Linked DNA regions of Anser cygnoides: all the other regions are linked to region 2. The links are chromatin contacts, called in public Hi-C maps. All regions are on one chromosome and are shown on one strand. Each heading gives the region's core, a stretch centred on a gene start, on an enhancer-like site or on the middle of the called end of the contact. The rest is flanking DNA. Distances are from core to core; before and after follow the strand shown. Region 1 overlaps LOC106042080 (a long non-coding RNA gene). Region 2 overlaps PIK3R1 (phosphoinositide-3-kinase regulatory subunit 1). Region 3 holds the start of SLC30A5 (solute carrier family 30 member 5).

The links. Hi-C and Micro-C count contacts between places; a contact is called where the count stands out from the background.
Region 1: a contact with region 2 is called in a Hi-C map of liver, with 2.0 times the contacts expected there. The contact joins two enhancer-like sites. A contact is called at or near these places in 2 of 7 Hi-C or Micro-C datasets (granulosa cells and liver).
Region 3: a contact with region 2 is called in a Hi-C map of liver, with 7 times the contacts expected there. The contact joins the promoter of SLC30A5 here to the enhancer-like site in region 2. A contact is called at or near these places in 2 of 7 Hi-C or Micro-C datasets (both in liver).

What each region holds. Positions count from the first base shown.
Region 1 is chrZ:77,597,190-77,600,293 of Taihu_goose_T2T_genome, forward strand. The region is part of intron 2 of LOC106042080 (a long non-coding RNA gene); the gene reads right to left. Among named protein-coding and RNA genes, the nearest start is that of SLC30A5, 73 kb to the right of the region's middle. Within about 2 kb of position 1,697, at least 1 of the 3 cell types and tissues checked has open chromatin away from gene starts, as enhancers often do. A contact at or near this core is called in liver, where this site is marked.
Region 2 is chrZ:77,436,445-77,439,685 of Taihu_goose_T2T_genome, forward strand. It overlaps PIK3R1 (phosphoinositide-3-kinase regulatory subunit 1), which reads left to right. Exons shown (of 16, transcript XM_066987706.1): 5 at 1-121; 6 at 1,008-1,209; 7 at 1,409-1,488. Among named protein-coding and RNA genes, the nearest start is that of PIK3R1, 38 kb to the left of the region's middle. Within about 2 kb of position 1,672, at least 1 of the 3 cell types and tissues checked has open chromatin away from gene starts, as enhancers often do. A contact at or near this core is called in liver, where this site is marked.
Region 3 is chrZ:77,670,172-77,673,127 of Taihu_goose_T2T_genome, forward strand. It overlaps SLC30A5 (solute carrier family 30 member 5), which reads left to right and starts at 1,482. Exons shown (of 16, transcript XM_066988663.1): 1 at 1,482-1,655; 2 at 1,969-2,091. The coding sequence starts at 1,582.

The DNA.
Region 1 (3,104 bases), core at 447-2,946, 160 kb after region 2:
GCACAAAAGGTACACGTTACCAGGCATGTCTGTATCAGCCATTCTGCACAGGGGACTGCAGGCACCTGCAGACATGTCCATTGAGTAATCCCAGGAGACAATGAACAATGTTGTTAGCATTTCTTTTTGCAAATAAAAGGGATACCCATTAAATATTTTAGTGTATTTGGTAGCAGCATTTTCAACATTCTCCACAATTTACATACAATAAATTAAAAATAAAACACAAACTCTTTTTTCTTAGTTTGTGTTACCTAGCTGTTCATTATCCTGGAGACTGAATTTACCTTAAAATCCGTTCCAAAATATAATTTTTTGTTTTGTTGTTTTTCCATGAATATAGAAGTCATTGCTCAAAGTACAATTCTGTGCAACTTTAGCACATTGCTAAAAAGATGCTGACAGTGTCAAGATACTGAAGATAAGGGCTGTATAAATGATTTCAGGGCTGGAAGAGAGGTACAGGGAAAGACTTCAGAAGTTTGATTTGCACAGTTTAGCAAAGCAACATTCATGTGGCTTCTTTAGGCAGTGAAAATGCTGAGTCCTAGAGGCGCTTTTAAGTTCAAGGAGAAATGCTCTGGCAAAACTAGCAGGTGGAAATTTAAGAAGGAAATGCAACTAAGGAACAGGTAGCCATTTTTAAACAGGATGCATGGCAGCTTTTGAGCAAACAACCAAGGAAAGTGACAGCTTCTACTAACCAAAAGCATGTGACTTTAAAGAAAGTTTAGTTTTGTCTAGCAAAGTTAGAACATGTGAATTGTAATCAATGTCCTTCAGCATAGAGGAAATACAAAAGTCTGGAGGAAATTGTTTTCTCCTGCTTTAGCTTTGGTGATTATAAAGTGTCTATTCTGCAGATGTGAAAACAAATTCAGAACTACCACCCTGATATCTTATGCTCACTGCAAAGCCCTGAGAAAAATCATCCAGTAACGCCTCTGACACACTGAAAATCATCATGTTTTGCACAAGAAACGAAAGCAGATAATTTTGTAAAGGTCAAATTCTCATATCTGAATGCCACAGGCAGCCTCATCTGCTCATCTTACTTAATATAAGAAATTAATAAAACCATTACCTCACCAAGCCTACTCTGGACAGATGGTTATCTTGCTAAATAGATGGCTTAACACAGTAGATCGGCTTCGTGCTGAGACAGGAGTGCAGAACACTTTTGATCTGCTGTCTAGAAGCTGCTGTGACCACTTTCCCTCCCTTCTAGGAACAGCAGGGATTTTTTGTTCAGACAGGTAATGATGGAAAAGATTGTCCAACAAAAGCAGGCACTTGGTTTATGAATAACACGGGCATTAGCTATTTCTGCAGCAAAACTTAGAAGCCATCACACCAAATCTGTGATTTAGGACAACCAAGAGGAGATGTACTTTGTTTATTTGTTTTTATAGTACTTCAGTGATCACAGAAAAATTCAGTTGCAAGTATTTCCTGATGCTGCTCCTTGGAACTATTATTTTTAGCCTGTATAACTCCTCTCCAACCCCGGAATTTTTGGCAATGCAAAGCAGTAGCTAGGCCAGGAGTTAATGATTATGAGATAAGCATTTATCTCACTTGGTGCCATGTCGGCTTGTTCTACTTTCAAATATTATTTGCTCTTATGCATGCTGTTCTTCTGCCAAAGCTGAAGACAAATTATTATTCTTTTTCCAAGAAAGAAAGCACTGACTGGATTCCAATTAACTGTGTGGGTTTTAAGTACAATCTTTTTATTGCTCCTTTTTTTTTTCCCATTTATCACTATCACATACTTGTCATCTGTTACTCTGTACCCTTCCAACTCTTTTCTCATATCTGAAGATACACTTGTAGTAAGGGCATTTGAGCAAAAACTGAGTTTTCAAGTTCTCATCTGAAAAGACAGGGAAGGGTCCCAGGGGCTTTATCAGTTTTCTAGCATGCTTATGCATGCTCCAGAAATGTCCCAATTACAAATATTTACTAAGTAGTTTTCTCCTGCACTGTACCCTGCATTACTTTTGCCCTTAGATTTCATTTTTGTTCTGCAGGATGGAGCCCCAGGTTACTATCAGGCAGCCAGAGCCATTTACTGTTTCCAGAGTGTTGCTCTTTGCTGTGCAGTTGAAAATAGCAACAGCATGAAGACCCAAGAAAAGAGCAACAACCTCTGTTTGTTTTATTATTTATCTAGGAATTGTTTTTCCATGGGTTTTCTTTTCAGTGTAAACGGATGGATTTGAGGATGAAAATGGAAGGTATTTCTCTCTACAGAGCAGGTTCCACTCTAGAAATTTTTTTCTGTCTAAAGAAATTGGCCACAGAGCTATCAGCCACTGTCATGCATAAGTCATTATAAGGAGAAGCAATAAACGGGCAGTATATCACATCCTATGTCCTTCTTGTATTTACTACTTGCTAACTGATAACTGGAGTTCAGGTAAAACTCAAAAGCTGACACACTGGAATTACTAAATCCTTTAATATCCTGAACATAGAGTAAGAAATGTAGAATACAGGGAGGTCCCCCCACCCCAGGAAGATATTAATCTGTAAATCCAGTAAAAACACTACATTGCTCAGAGTATCCTCACACTCTCGCTTTCCTGATCAATGCTTTCCATAAATGAGGTCTGCTTCTGCCCACATTTCTCTGGTCCATAGCTTATATTTTTCTCATTTCATTGGTCTACAGTTTCTGTAAATTTAATTCTGCATTCTGGTCTACTTCTTGTTTTGCCTTACTTTTCTACTGACCACATGAAGATATTTTTAAAATTAAAAAATAAATTTTGTTATAACTAATAACCACTGAATGATTCATGCTTCTTTATTTTAAAGCTTTTTTTTTTTTTTTTTTTGCAGTTGTTTACTAATTAGTCTAACTGGTGTACCTGTGAGATGAATTTCTTTTTTATTTTCCTTTTTCCCTTGATATTTGACTTTTTCTGAGGACTAAACTGAGCAGTAGTTTATGGTTTCAGGTTTTCAGTAACTAATGATTTTCATCAATTCCACCAACCCCAAACACATATTGGCTAAAACTTCTCTGGCATATTTTTGCTCTTTTGTCATGAGGTAACAGGAAACAGAAGAAAAAGTTCTGCTGGTGACTCAGTTCG
Region 2 (3,241 bases), core at 422-2,921:
TTGGATTTAGAGACTTTTGATGTACACACTTTATCAGATGCTCTCAAGAGATATCTTCTGGACCTGCCAAATCCCATCATTCCAGCAGCTGTTTACAGTGACATGATTTCTGTAGCTCAAGGTATGAACACCAAATTATTTCAAATGTCAAACAAAGGAGCTTTTGTTAGGATTGAGAGCACCCAGTGATCCAGCTGTCCCCCATAGAACATGGAAGATTCTGAACAACCTGGCAGAATCTCAGAAAAAAATAGATACCTTCATTGCTTTTGGTGGAAGCTGTTTCAGTTCAGATCTAGACATGCATTATTTACTTATCCATTTAAGTTAACATAATGCAAAGTATAGGGATAGCCCTGTTCTCTGCATTTTGGGAGGTAGAATGACTATAGAAAAACTGGGGGGGGGAAATCAAGGACTTATCTGTGTGCAGAAAGCTAATTTTTAACTTTTTATCAGTGCTGACAAAGTAAACGTATTAGAGGTCATGGTATTCTGCAGTGTGTTGGGAGTTAACAGATTATGAAGTGACAAATGCAGGCGTGTAAGATTCATCATCCATAGTGGTCGTTTCAAACAAGCACAACTTACAGGCTTTCCGCTCATGGGCCTTGTATTCTGTTATATGTCCCAGGACAGGATATTGCTACTGGTAACCTTCAAAGTTAGAGCAGCACCTGTGAGACTTATCTTGTGCATCTCAGAATTACCCAATCATGTGTGACGCTAAACACAAGACAGACTTCTACCAGCACACTCTGAACACATTGTGGTTTTTACCAAAATGCATATCTGTTTCCATTTGACTTTTAAATACTTGTTCTTTACTTTTCCCTGAGCATTTCACTTTTTTCAAAAGAAGAAACAAGTCTTGCAGCACTCATGAAGGACAAAATTTTTATTATTTTTCTGTAAAATTGACGCTTGCAAGGGTCATATATAGTTACATTTTACTTGTTAAATATTCTTGTTCTGATATCAAGAGCCTTTTATCTGTTTGCTTGCAGAAGTCCAGAGCTCAGAGGAATATGCTCAGTTGCTGAAGAAACTCATCAGATCTCCAAATATACCTCCCCAGTATTGGCTCACACTCCAATATTTGCTCAAACATTTCCTCAGACTTTGTCAAGCCTCCAGCAAAAACCTCCTGAATGCAAGGTCTCTAGCTGAAATTTTCAGCCCTCTGCTTTTCAAATTCCAGATAGCAAGGTACGTGGGACATCTTTATTATATTCTGTATTGTAAACTTGGGTTAACTACATACGAAAACAAGTTTAATGAATTAATTTTCTGGCCTGACTTCCCATGTGGAGGGCATTATTGTATTTTTTTTCCAATTCTTTTGAATAACACTAATGTAAACTTCTGTATTTTTCCTGTTTCTTACTGTCTAATCCATCTCTTGCAGCTCTGATAATACTGAACACCACGTAAAGATCCTAGAGGTTTTAATCACAAGTGAATGGAATGAGAGACAACCTGTACCAGGTAAAAATTCCTAATTTTAAAAGTTTTATGGTGTTATTTTCTTTAATATTTAAGTTTGTATTTAAGGACAGGAAATGTTCATTGTTTTTCTTTTTAATGAAACAATGCAAAAGTAGATAATTACAGAACCAAGTTATTTATATTTTCCATAGTGAGGTGCAACATTTGTTTTATAAGAAACTGTCTTTTTTATTAAAATCAGTTTAGTATCCATGGTTTCTACAGCCTCATGGTATTCCTTTCTTTTTCGTTAAAAAATAGGAATTTTTGTAAACCAGTAAAATGTGTATCATACAGTGGTAGGGGTGGGAGGAGTATATTCTGAAGATTTTAGTTAACTGCCACTCTACTCCCAGACAAATTTTCTTGAACTACAATACCCCATAGAGATCATCTGAAAAAATCGAGATTTTCCCCTTTACTTACATATATTTATTATTTTAATCCAGAGACTCAAAAGATTTATTAATCAGTATCAATAAACTGTGCAGAAAATATTAAAACCCCATTCAAGAAAATTAGTTTACACTTATTTTGATTCCGTGAGTTAGCATCTAATTTAGTTAACGAACAGTAAAACACACCTCTAACTTATGCAAAAATCCCTGTTTTTAAATCAAATATTTGGTAGGAGGAAGGCAGAGTTGCTTTCTGTGTGAAAAGGAAATTATTAATGCAGGGGGACTTTGTATGTTAGCTTGAGGTAATTCATTTTACAGCTTATTAACAAAGAATATCTAAGCAAAGGATGGGGCCATAGTGAATAGAACCCTGGGCATGTTATAGCTCTCCCACCTCTATTGACAGTACAAGGTAAAGTTCATGGCAGTAAGATTTGTAGGGCTGCTTATGTTTTGAAGAGCTAGAACACAGCAGCAGAAAAACAGCAACAGAACAACAAAAAAAAGCATTATCACTGGTATTTCTGGTAGGTTCATTATATAAGCCCCTTCATCAACTAATGAAGGTTAATTTTAAGTGGCTAAAACAAAGACTTCTGTTCCTACTGCTGTGATTGAAAGGTTTTTCCAACCTTCCTAGCTCTGTTAGGAACCTTTGCCTAACAGTTAGTGTACATGTATTTTCAGCTAATTTATAGTTCCTTGGTTTTCTTCAATTTTCTCAAAATAGTTAAGGAGGCATTTCTAGAAACACAGTGTATTTCCCTTCCTAATGTTTCATAACAACCAGCAGAGTCCAAACTTTTAACAACTACTTGTCTTACCTTATTAAGCAGCAAATAACTGCTTATTGTTAAAGAATGAGTGTATCTTTGCCATGTGTTTCAAGCCTTAAAAAGCAAAATACACTGTTGAAACCTCTATATTCTACAGAGTTTGATAACAGCATTTTTTGAAATGATGTGTTTGCAAATGCTTCAGGATATGTAAATTTACATGGCTTGAGGCACCGGTTGGGTGGGGCATTACAAAGATGGGGTCAATAGTGAGAGTTTCTTAAGTTGCACTTAAGAGATCACTTAGTTGCATATAGCTCTGAGTTGCTTCCTATGAGGAAAATATAAAAGTGAAAGGTGTTGATGTTAGAACTACTAATGAGGACACGAAGTGTAGTCATCCTGAGAGTATCGTTAGAGTACTTGAAGAAATGTGGCTGTATCAATCAGATTTATAGGGTTTGACATTTCATTAACCATTAAAATCATGACACTGCATTAATCATTAAAAGCAAATATTTGTTTTTAATATTTCATCTGAATTAATAAATGTTTTGTAATACAATTGTCTATTTT
Region 3 (2,956 bases), core at 232-2,731, 230 kb after region 2:
GTGGAGTGCTTGCTTAAAGGCTTGGAGTGGTGAACGGGGAAACTCTCTCCTCTTGCTTGATTCTTACAACGGCCAGAAGAAGGCTTTGTACATCCTACATAAACAGAACTGCATCAAAAAATCCTAGTCCACAGTCACTCTCATCTTCTATTGCACAGAACTTGCAAGGCTGTATATATTGACCAGCTTGTTCAGAAGGAAAGGGGTGATATAACACATTGCAGCTGGTTACTACTATCTATTCTATCAGATTCCTGCCAGCACAGCCTCCTTCAAAAATGAAAACTATTGGTTTTTACCCTTTTGCTAGTGGTAACAGCTGCAATGTACATCTGAGTACAATCCAGTCCCATTTTCAGGACACTGGAAATGCTTAAACTTGCTGAGCCCAACTGGATTCTTACTTTACTACATCACACAGCATACAAAACTGTGATAAGACAGGCTGCATAGACTATGTACAAGTTTAAGAACAAACATGCTTCCTTTGAAGGACAGTAAAAGTAAAGGAGAAGATCTGAGTACAGGGTGTGAAAGCCACGGTCACAAAAAATCTCTAGCAAATCTCTCTGTGATATACATGCAAGATATTTTATCTTTTTTTTCTTAACAGAGGTCATTGTAATACAATGGTAGGCTGACATGCCCTGGTTAGATCATCATCCGCAGCACTGTTTGATGACTTAGCCCCCAAGCTCCAGGGCCTCACACCTGTTGTATACAAGCACCTGGGAAGCTGAGGCAGGCAGGGAGGGGATTCACCTGCCACCACAAGCAGAAACCTGCTCCCATTCCCCCTTGTAAGTCATTGCTTTCTGCCTGCTGCAGAGATAGTAGGGGATGCTTTGTATCTTGTGTCGAGTCTGGCTGTCATTTCTGCCCCAGCAATGAGAGAGTACGACCCCACCAATATCCTTCTTTGACTCCTCAGTGTGGCCACCTACTTCCAGAGCTTTGACATCGGGCTGAGCAGTTCTTTAACCCGGGCACAAACCACAGCCAGGGACCTGAGGAAGGGACTTTGGAGGCTGTGCCTGGTACCTGTGTGGGTCCCAGTGGGTGCAGGGGAACACAGGGGACAGAGAAGGTGAAGCTTTCTGCACTGCTGTATGCTGCTGCACGCTGCCAGCACCGGGGCTGACCGTAGAAGCGAGCTGGCGATACCCGAAGAAACGAGCTGGGGAGACAAATAACCCTCCCAGTTTACTATGTTTATGTTAAATGACCACTCAGAGAACCATTCCAGTTTATTACGTTTACGTTTAATGACCACTCCCGCAGACAACCCGAACGCCCCCCCCACGCACCCAAGATGGCGCCCCCCTCAGCCCCCCGTTCCCGCCCAAACCCCGCCCCTCCCGCAGGGTCGCCCTGACGCGCGGCCGCCGTCCCCCCCCCCTTCCCCGCGGCGCAGCACTGAGCGCTTCCGGCGGCTGCGGACGTGGCGGCGGCGGCGCCTGCGCCCCGAGCGCGGCGCATGCGCAGAGCCCGGTGGCGGCGGCGCCGGCGTCGAGGAGCGGGCGCCCAGGCTGAGGCGCCCCCGCGGCGGGGGAGGCCCGGGCCGGGCCGCAGCGCCCCGCCATGGAGGAGAAGTACAGCGGGCAGGCCTTGGCCGCCGGCGGCGTGCTGGGGCCCGTGGATGTGCCCAGCGCACGGTAACGGCCGCGGCGGGGAGCGGGCGGGAGGAGGGTGAGGGGACAGGGCCTCACTCGAGAGGTGTTTGAGGGGTGGGGGTCGTGAGGCGGGTGGGGGTGTGAGGGGGGGGGCTTGGGGGGTGTGGAGGAGGTTGGGGGGGTGTGTGGAGGGGGTTGGGGTATGTGTGGAGGGGGTGTGGAGGGGATTGGGGGTGTGTGGAAAAGGTTGGGGAGTGTGTGGAGGGGGTTGGGGGGGGTGGACTTGGAGGGTGTGTGGAGGGGGTTGGAGGGGATATGGCAGCCCCCGGTGCTGATTTTCTCCCCTCTCCCGCAGGCTGACCCGGTACGTCGTGCTGCTGTGCTTTGCGAAGTTCCTGAAGGCCGTGGGGCTCTTCGAGTCCTACGACCTGCTGAAGGTGGTCCACCTCGTGCAGTTCATCTTCGTGGTGAAGCTGGGGTGAGTGTGCCGGAGGTGGCGCCTGTCAGTACAGCACGCTTTGGCTGCGGGTTCAGGGTCCTTGTTGAGATTGTACTGGGCGCTGTGTTGTTGTGGAGCGATCAAGGAGGAAAGGACTTGGAGGTGGATCAAGGAAAGGTGCTGATCGCACCAGTGTTTTGCTCTCTTATCTGCACTCGTAATAATTTCAGAAGCTGCAGAGGGCTACTTAAGAATTGATGGTTTATGATAGTACTCGGTATAGAAAACCTAAGTGTGTCCGAATTTTCCTAAGGTGTAAAAGATGAGTGCTTTCTTGTACAACTTGTATTCTTGTAGTTCTTACAAGCTTCAACTGATATTTTTCCCTGATTGACAATTAAAGTGTGGAAATTGATAGCAAGTATACAGAACCAGCCTTTGATAACTTACATGCACGGTCCTACTTCATGTTCAGATGATACGATGTGGAAGAGCATTTCCGTAGGTTGGCAGCACTGAAATTTTTCTAAGGTTGAAATGTTTCTAAGGTTGGCAGCACTGAAATGTTTGGGACTTCATTTTCTCCCTTTTATTTCAATTTGTTGACGTTTCTTGGCTTTTTGGTAGTGTGTTCCCAGATAGCATGGTCTTTTTTTCTCCATCACTTATCCTTGATCACAGTTCAGGAAGAAACGTCTTGTTTTCTGTCATTTCTAACAGAACGTTGTAGTCAGCATTCAGTATGTGAGGAGGCCTTTGGTTGCATGTATTTTGCTAACAGAAGGTACATTATTAGTGCTGTACCAACATTCTCCTAAAAAACCTTTCTGAGATCAATTATTTTGATTTTTGTAAGGCAAGGGTAGATTTGTTCAAGCATGGTATTGCTAGACTGCCAAGGGAA